Regions from separate parts of the Cricetulus griseus genome. Here region 1 is linked to region 2. A link is a contact called in public Hi-C data. All regions are on one chromosome and are shown on one strand. Each heading gives the region's core, a stretch centred on a gene start, on an enhancer-like site or on the middle of the called end of the contact. The rest is flanking DNA. Distances are from core to core; before and after follow the strand shown.

Region 1 (3,470 bases), core at 829-3,328, 150 kb before region 2:
GAGCCATTGCATGTTCCAGTGCATGAGGAGTGGAGGGATGGCAGGTGAGGGTGCTGGAATTTGGAGGTGGACACTGAGGTCACAACCTATTTGAAATCACTCTAGAGTGACAGATGAGTTTATAGTTCTCATCCAGAGAGTAGCCATGCGTGAGTCAGGCTGTTTAAAGCCCAGGCTGGCGCAGACGATGACCTTGCATTGCCAATCCTCCTGCCTCCACCGCTTTGGTGTTGGCATTGTAGGCGTGCACCACTATGCCTAATACATATGTTGCTGTAGATTAAACCCAACGTGTAGTGAATGCTGGGTTAGCATTCCAGCAGCTAAGCTACGTCCCCAGCCTTAGATGTGCAGGCATGAAGTTTTCTCAAATCTTGGCCACACAATTAACTACTGTGTTTGGTGGGCATATCTAAACATTCTCCTGACTTCTGCCTGACTTCCCAGGCAGGCCCAGTATGATGCCACTATGAGATGCTGTTCTTAGTGTCCCCGTGGGTTTTTACACAGAAAGTCACAAAACACCCTTAAACCCCAAACTATCTAGTAATACTGGAAGAGAGTTTTTTTGTTTCTTTGTTTGTTTTTTTTTTTCTGAATACACTAATGCCTAGTCCTATCATGCAGAAAGGGCTGTGGCTCCGACCAAGAAACAGTGCCTGCGTTGTGCCAAGTAGAAGACATTTAATCAGTATCTTCACCACCCTGATAATGCTGCTGGCAACAGTCACACTACTCTGGGAAGGAGTCACTAGGGATGTGTTTGCTTTAGAGTGGAACATGAGAAGTTATTAGCATGGGAGCTTTGAGCCTAATTACCTGGTGCTAGGAGCAGGACTGAAATGCTAATGGGCAGCTTGTGTGGTGTTTACTTAATGGTCCTCTGATCAACTGAGATTCCAATCAGCACAAACTAAAAATATGAGATGCGAGTCCCTAAACAAGGGAAAACAAGCCTTGGGGGCATATTAATACTCTCTCCCTTGATGAAAGATTGTTTTGAAACAACTTCTAATAAAGTTTACAGCTGTGTGGACTTGGTAATGTGTTAATATTTCCAACAGCACAGAGCTGTGTCTATTGTCTCTGTCAGTCTGTGCTGGCCATACATATAGAAGAGCCACATTTCCAAAGGCAATAGATGGCAATGGTGCTTCACTGTCCCTGCTAACTGGGAGCAGTGCTGGCCAGGTGGTTTGGAAGCTTCCAGGACCTAGCTCAGTCTTACATCTGAGCACTGAGGAAATGCTAGCTGAAGCCACACATTTTGCAGTTATCAAACACCCACAGCTATCCCTAATTAGCTGTGCTACTTTTGTTTCAGTTCTGTTGTCTGTCAAACAAGAGGGAGCTTGCCCTGTGGAACTGCTCAGAGGGTTCAAGATGATGGGTCTCCACTGCTCCGAGTGTACAGCAGTCCCTTAGGAATTTCCACCATCAATGTCACCCCCAGGCTTCAGGGCCAGGGAAAGGGAGCAGGACAAGATCCTCAGAGAAGCTAGGCTTTCTGCCCTCTTCAACATTCCACCTAGGAGGCGGAACACAGGATTTGTTGGCTTCAAAAGATTACATGAATAGTCTTCACAATTCACCCTTTTGTGATTGTGTTTCAGTGAAAAAGCTCAGGCAGGGAAGGATTGGGCATACTCACTCTGTGGAGTGCAACCTCACAGTGTCACCCCCAAGTCCCCTAGGCAGCTAAGAACATACAGCACTCTGTGACAATGATCGAATCCATGCCCATTCACTTAGACACAGGGACTTATTTTGTCTAAACTGCTTGGATACGCTAGTGTCTGAGGATTTCAGTGACGTTTATTAACAAACAGCAAAAAGCAATAAGAAATTAAAACAGAGGCTGATCAGTAAGATGAATTTACCTGTTTCATCAATTTTAATTTCTGTGTTCTTTTTATCTAGGTCTGTTGGTTCTGACAAGGCAAAGAAAATGGAAAGAGATGTTTAAACCACCAATAAAATAAAACAGATATGATACACGCAAACTGCACAGAAACCCTCCAACCCCTCTGCTGGGCCTCCATAGGAGTACAGATTGCACAGTGTCCCTCTCCATGACTCATAAATGCGGTTAAGACACTGTGAAGGGCAGAGGGACAGGTTTTGGCATGTGGAATGTAGAAGACTGATGAAAATAAGAAACACAAAAGGGAATGTAGAATGCTGGTGGCTGCTTCCTACTGTTGGTGTGTACTGAACTGGACTTTGAAATAGCACAATGATTCTTTGAACTAGGAAACTTCCTCCTGTACTTTATCAGAAATAAATAAAATTCTATGGAAAAAGTGGAGCCTTGGGAATGGGTACAGTCCTGTGTTCTCTGACATGTCCCTGAATTTAAAATCTTGCCTAACACATAATAAGTACTTCGGTAAACTTGTACAAATAAATGCTTCGTATATAGTTAGCACTCATAGCCTCCATGACTAGAATGTCCAATAATATATATTTTGTGAGTAATTATATAATTATACACATATGCATGTGACGGCCAGAGGTTGACATCAAGTGTCACTTCTCGATTTCTTTTCATCTAAGTTTTTGAGACAGGAGCTCTCGCTGAAGCTGGAATTCACTGATTGAGGTGGCCCACGTGCTCCTGGAATCTACCTGTCTCTGCCTACCCACTGCTGAGATTGGGCTGAGACGAGCTAACACATCTATGCCTGGGTACTAGGGATCCCAGCTTAGGTCTTCAGCTTGCTGACTCAACCAGCCCTTTTAGACCACTCCTTGTTTGTATATCTAAGTAGTCAAAAGCCATTAAAGGAAAAACTCACAAGACAGTACCACTTGGCACATTGCTTTATATATAGTACACAGACAGTGAAAACTTACTGGCCTGAACTTAGTTGATTTCTTTGTTTTCATCCCTGGAATTTGTTTTTCTATCCCTGGAATATCCCCTTCTTAGTCTCAATGTGGGTGAGGAATGCAGTACTACACACACTGTGTTAGCTAAACTAAATACACATTTGAATGGCCAGATATCCATAGAAATGAGTAATTTGCAAAAATAATGTCGGCTGAACTATTAAAGCTGTATTGTTTTGTGAAGCTGATAGGTAGGGTGGCATTGAAGAGGGTTCCTTATGTAGAATGAAGAGGCAGACCATTATTCACTCTTTTTCTTTCTTTTTAGTTTCTTCAGTTAATGGTACCAAATTATTGGCCCTTTAAGAATTACATATAGTCAATGTACTAATATAATAGAAGACTTGTAAGTTGTAGAAATGATCAAAAATCCATTGCAGCCAACAGGCCTCCTTTGTCTTCAATTTGCCCAGCAGGCTTATTTCATTCTGTTATAATTAACAGCCTATTATGTAATGATATATAACAAAAGTTTCAGTGTAGCAAATGGAGCTTAAGACTAATTACTGTGCTATTACATTGTCATTAGTGATGCTATTTGTAATTATGGATCAAGAACTGGGGAATATGAATTGGCT
Region 2 (3,066 bases), core at 542-3,041:
AGGAGGGGAGAGGGCGGGTGACACACCAAAGCCAATTTCTAGAGGGAAAAAAAATCCCGCTTGATTCTGGACGGTTTGGAGCCGAGGAGCTGGCGCCCAGAGGAGGTCCGGGTTGTCTGCGGGAAGGAGAGAGAGCAATGAAAAGATGAGCGGGAGAGCGAGGACTTTCTCCACTGGCACCCGCCTCCCCCTCCGACCTCCCCCTCCCTCCCAGAGCCCTTCCCTCGCTTCCTCCCGCCCCCTCCCCGCACAGCTCCGCCAGTGATTGCCTGGCTGGAGACTCAGATACTCAAGTTTCCCTTGGCGTGCTCTCCTGGTGGGTAGGCTAGGCTAACCCCCAAACCCTGCGGTGCTCTCCGCGGGAAGAAGGGCGCTGAGGGCGCAGGTTGTCAGCTCAGAGCGTAAGGACGCGTGTATGTAAGGAGGGGCAAGGCGAGCGGTACCAGCCCCAGGGTCCGGCTAGTCTACCTCGGTGTGCTCCTCTGCACCCCAGGACTGAGCTAGGCTGCTCCAGCAGGCGAGGATCCCGGAGCCAAGGAGTTCCGAGAGCCCGGGGATTAAGCGGCTACTTCATGAACTCCAAATCCCCAGGCACCCGCGCCCCGGTTTATGATGATCGCTGAGCTAGCGCCCCCCCCCCCCGCTTCCACTTCCAGATGCCAGCCTGTGGCTTGGGGCAGGAAGCAGCCGGGCGCTCCAGGATTCTCGGGATTGGGACTGTAGACAGAAGAAAGCCTGGCTGTTGTGGGAGACCCGCTGCTGAGCCCAGAGAGCTGCGACCGTGTTTCTGCCACGTAAAACATAGGCAGACCTTGGAGCGCGGAGCCTGGTTGCAGCGGAGCACGGCCTCCTCACCCTGTCCTCACCCTGCGTAAAGGCGCGGGGCTGGGTAACCCCCCCCCACCCCCGACGCTGCAGGCTGTATTGTTCCCCGAGATTTGAAGCCCTCTCCTTTGGGGTTACATGAACCCGGAGGATGGGTGGTGGCGCGCCTTTCAGCTAGGGGGCAGGCGCCTACAGACACTGACCAGCCACGTAGAAACACAGGTGCTCCAGGAATTCTGAATCTGGGGTCGAGGGGCCCATTTCTGTGCATCCCGAGGGAGGAGGGACAAGACTGGCAAGAATCGGGTATTGGGGTGTCAGGATGATCTTGGCAAGTGTCTCCTAGCGTCAGCTTTAGATTACAGACAATTGTGTCCACCGGCCCTCCAGCCTCCGAGGAGGTGCCTCCTGGGCGTCTGCCGGGTGCTCCCCTCCCCCATCTCGTCCGGTTCCCTCCTCGAGGGCTTTCCGAGAACTGCAGCAGGTGGCGTTTGGCGTATGAATAGCAAGGACAACCCAGGGACTTAAACTGGTTGTGGCCTCTGATCAAGCACTTCACCGGGCTCATTGCCCTCCGAAGGAGTCGGTGAAGAAGGTGAAAAGGTCATAAGCCTTCTGGGAAGTGGCATTTATAGACTCACTGCCATCACAGAGACTGACTCCTACCTGGTGCAAGAGCTGGCAAAGATTTAGGAATGCTGGCAAGGAGACTCTGGTCAAAGGTTTTGGCTGAAAAACTAGGGTCAGCCAGGGAGAAAGGACGCTGGGACACTGGTGCTCCAGGCCAGGACTCTGCGTTGGGTGTCTGGGCTGGGCGCTCGACTGAAGCTTGTGCGAGGCGCGGAGCTGCTGCTTATGCTCCCGCGCCCGACTCAGCCTTCTTTCCGGCCCTGGTTACCCGGCCCCGCCTACAGCACAGATCCGCCCCCCTCCCCGCCCCATCGCACCTCCACCCCGGGCGCAGTTAGCCAGCCCCGTCCCGAAGCGCCTCCGTTAGTCGCCACTGGGCTTCCTCCTAGGCTGCCTGACCCGTTGGAAGCCCCCCGGTGGGTTGGGCGCGCCGGGAGTCTGGGAGTCAAATGCCCCGGGTCGAGCGGAAGGGGCAGTCGCGGGGCGGTCGGCCCTCTGCAGGCAAGGTCTAGGCGTCAGCCGCGCCCAGGGCAGAGCCAGGGGAACGACAGAGGCGGGGGACAGCCCTGGCGCCCTGCCACAGCGAGCGCGTGTCCCCGCCTCCCCACGCCAGGCGCCGGGTGCATCCCTGCCAATTCCAACTGCGCCGAGTGAGTCTCAGACTCTGGGCGACCCCGAGCCACCTTAGTCCTGGAGTCCAAGGGACAGGCGCCTCTTAGGACAACAGAGAAGGGAAAACAGGCTGAAGCTGTGGAGATCCAGATCCTTGTCTCTTTTCAAAGAGCCGTATTTAGACAGTCTGCCCCGGGTCGGGTGAGCTAGGGGGCATACGCGGAACACTTAAGAGGCCAATGTTTTGGGGAAAGGGCTTGAAATCTCTCCTACCCCCACCCCTCGCTGTGAGTGCATTTTTTTTTTCCCTCAGACTACAGCCAGGCCAACAACTGGTGCGCCCTGGGTGGGACAGTTCCTCATACCCAGAAGCTGGGAGGAGGAAGGGCTTCGAAGCTTTGGGGCTAGTGAAGGACCCCTGGTTTTCTGGCTCAGCCTGTTAAGTACTCTTGACAGCATTTCTCCAACCAGTAAGGCACGCCCTATGCACTCTAGAGGAGACATACTTAAACTCTGTCTCTGATTTTCCAGGGCCACGCTTATCTGAGGCTTTCCTAGACGCCTTGTTTTTCATAGTGGGTGCTGCGAAATGGAACCGAGCCATCGTAATTAATAATTACCAGCTAGTGCGTTGGTATACTGCTAACCATTCTGGCTAACAGCCTTTTACTATGCTATAGGATTCCACTAAGTAGAGAAAGGCCCTTTCAGATAACTGCAATTCTCTACCCAGGGAGATAGAACGGCTTTATAGGAGAGCAAGTGTGAGACAGAGGAAGAATTTGGCAGTATTCCTAGCTTGATTTTTTTTTTTTTTGTCTTGTGCACATATCCCTCTTCTTGATAGCACAGATCTGCCGAGGCGATAGGGACAGCTTCCACCTAGGGGGTGATTTATCTATCTGCTTCCGTAACAGAGTGCTGTTGGAGGACCAAGGCTGTCCGTGGTCAGCACCACCTCAGGGGCTACTGCCCATGCGGCCTGTTTGAGCAGAGCCA

What was found. A called contact is a pair of places that touch in the nucleus more often than the background predicts.
Region 1: a Hi-C map of the CHO-K1 cell line shows a contact between it and region 2, with 6 times the contacts expected there. The contact joins the enhancer-like site here to the promoter of Nrp1 in region 2. A contact is called at or near these places in 5 of 8 Hi-C or Micro-C datasets (the CHK-Q cell line, the CHO-K1 cell line, fibroblasts and 1 more).

Annotation. Positions count from the first base shown.
Region 1 is chr3:205,307,454-205,310,923 of CriGri-PICRH-1.0, reverse strand. It overlaps Nrp1 (neuropilin-1), which reads right to left. Exons shown (of 18, transcript XM_027404763.1): 17 at 1,881-1,931. Among named protein-coding and RNA genes, the nearest start is that of Nrp1, 150 kb to the right of the region's middle. Within about 2 kb of position 2,078, at least 1 of the 6 cell types and tissues checked has open chromatin away from gene starts, as enhancers often do. A contact at or near this core is called in the CHO-K1 cell line, where this site is marked.
Region 2 is chr3:205,160,592-205,163,657 of CriGri-PICRH-1.0, reverse strand. It overlaps Nrp1 (neuropilin-1), which reads right to left and starts at 1,791. Exons shown (of 18, transcript XM_027404763.1): 1 at 1,773-1,791; 2 at 1-116.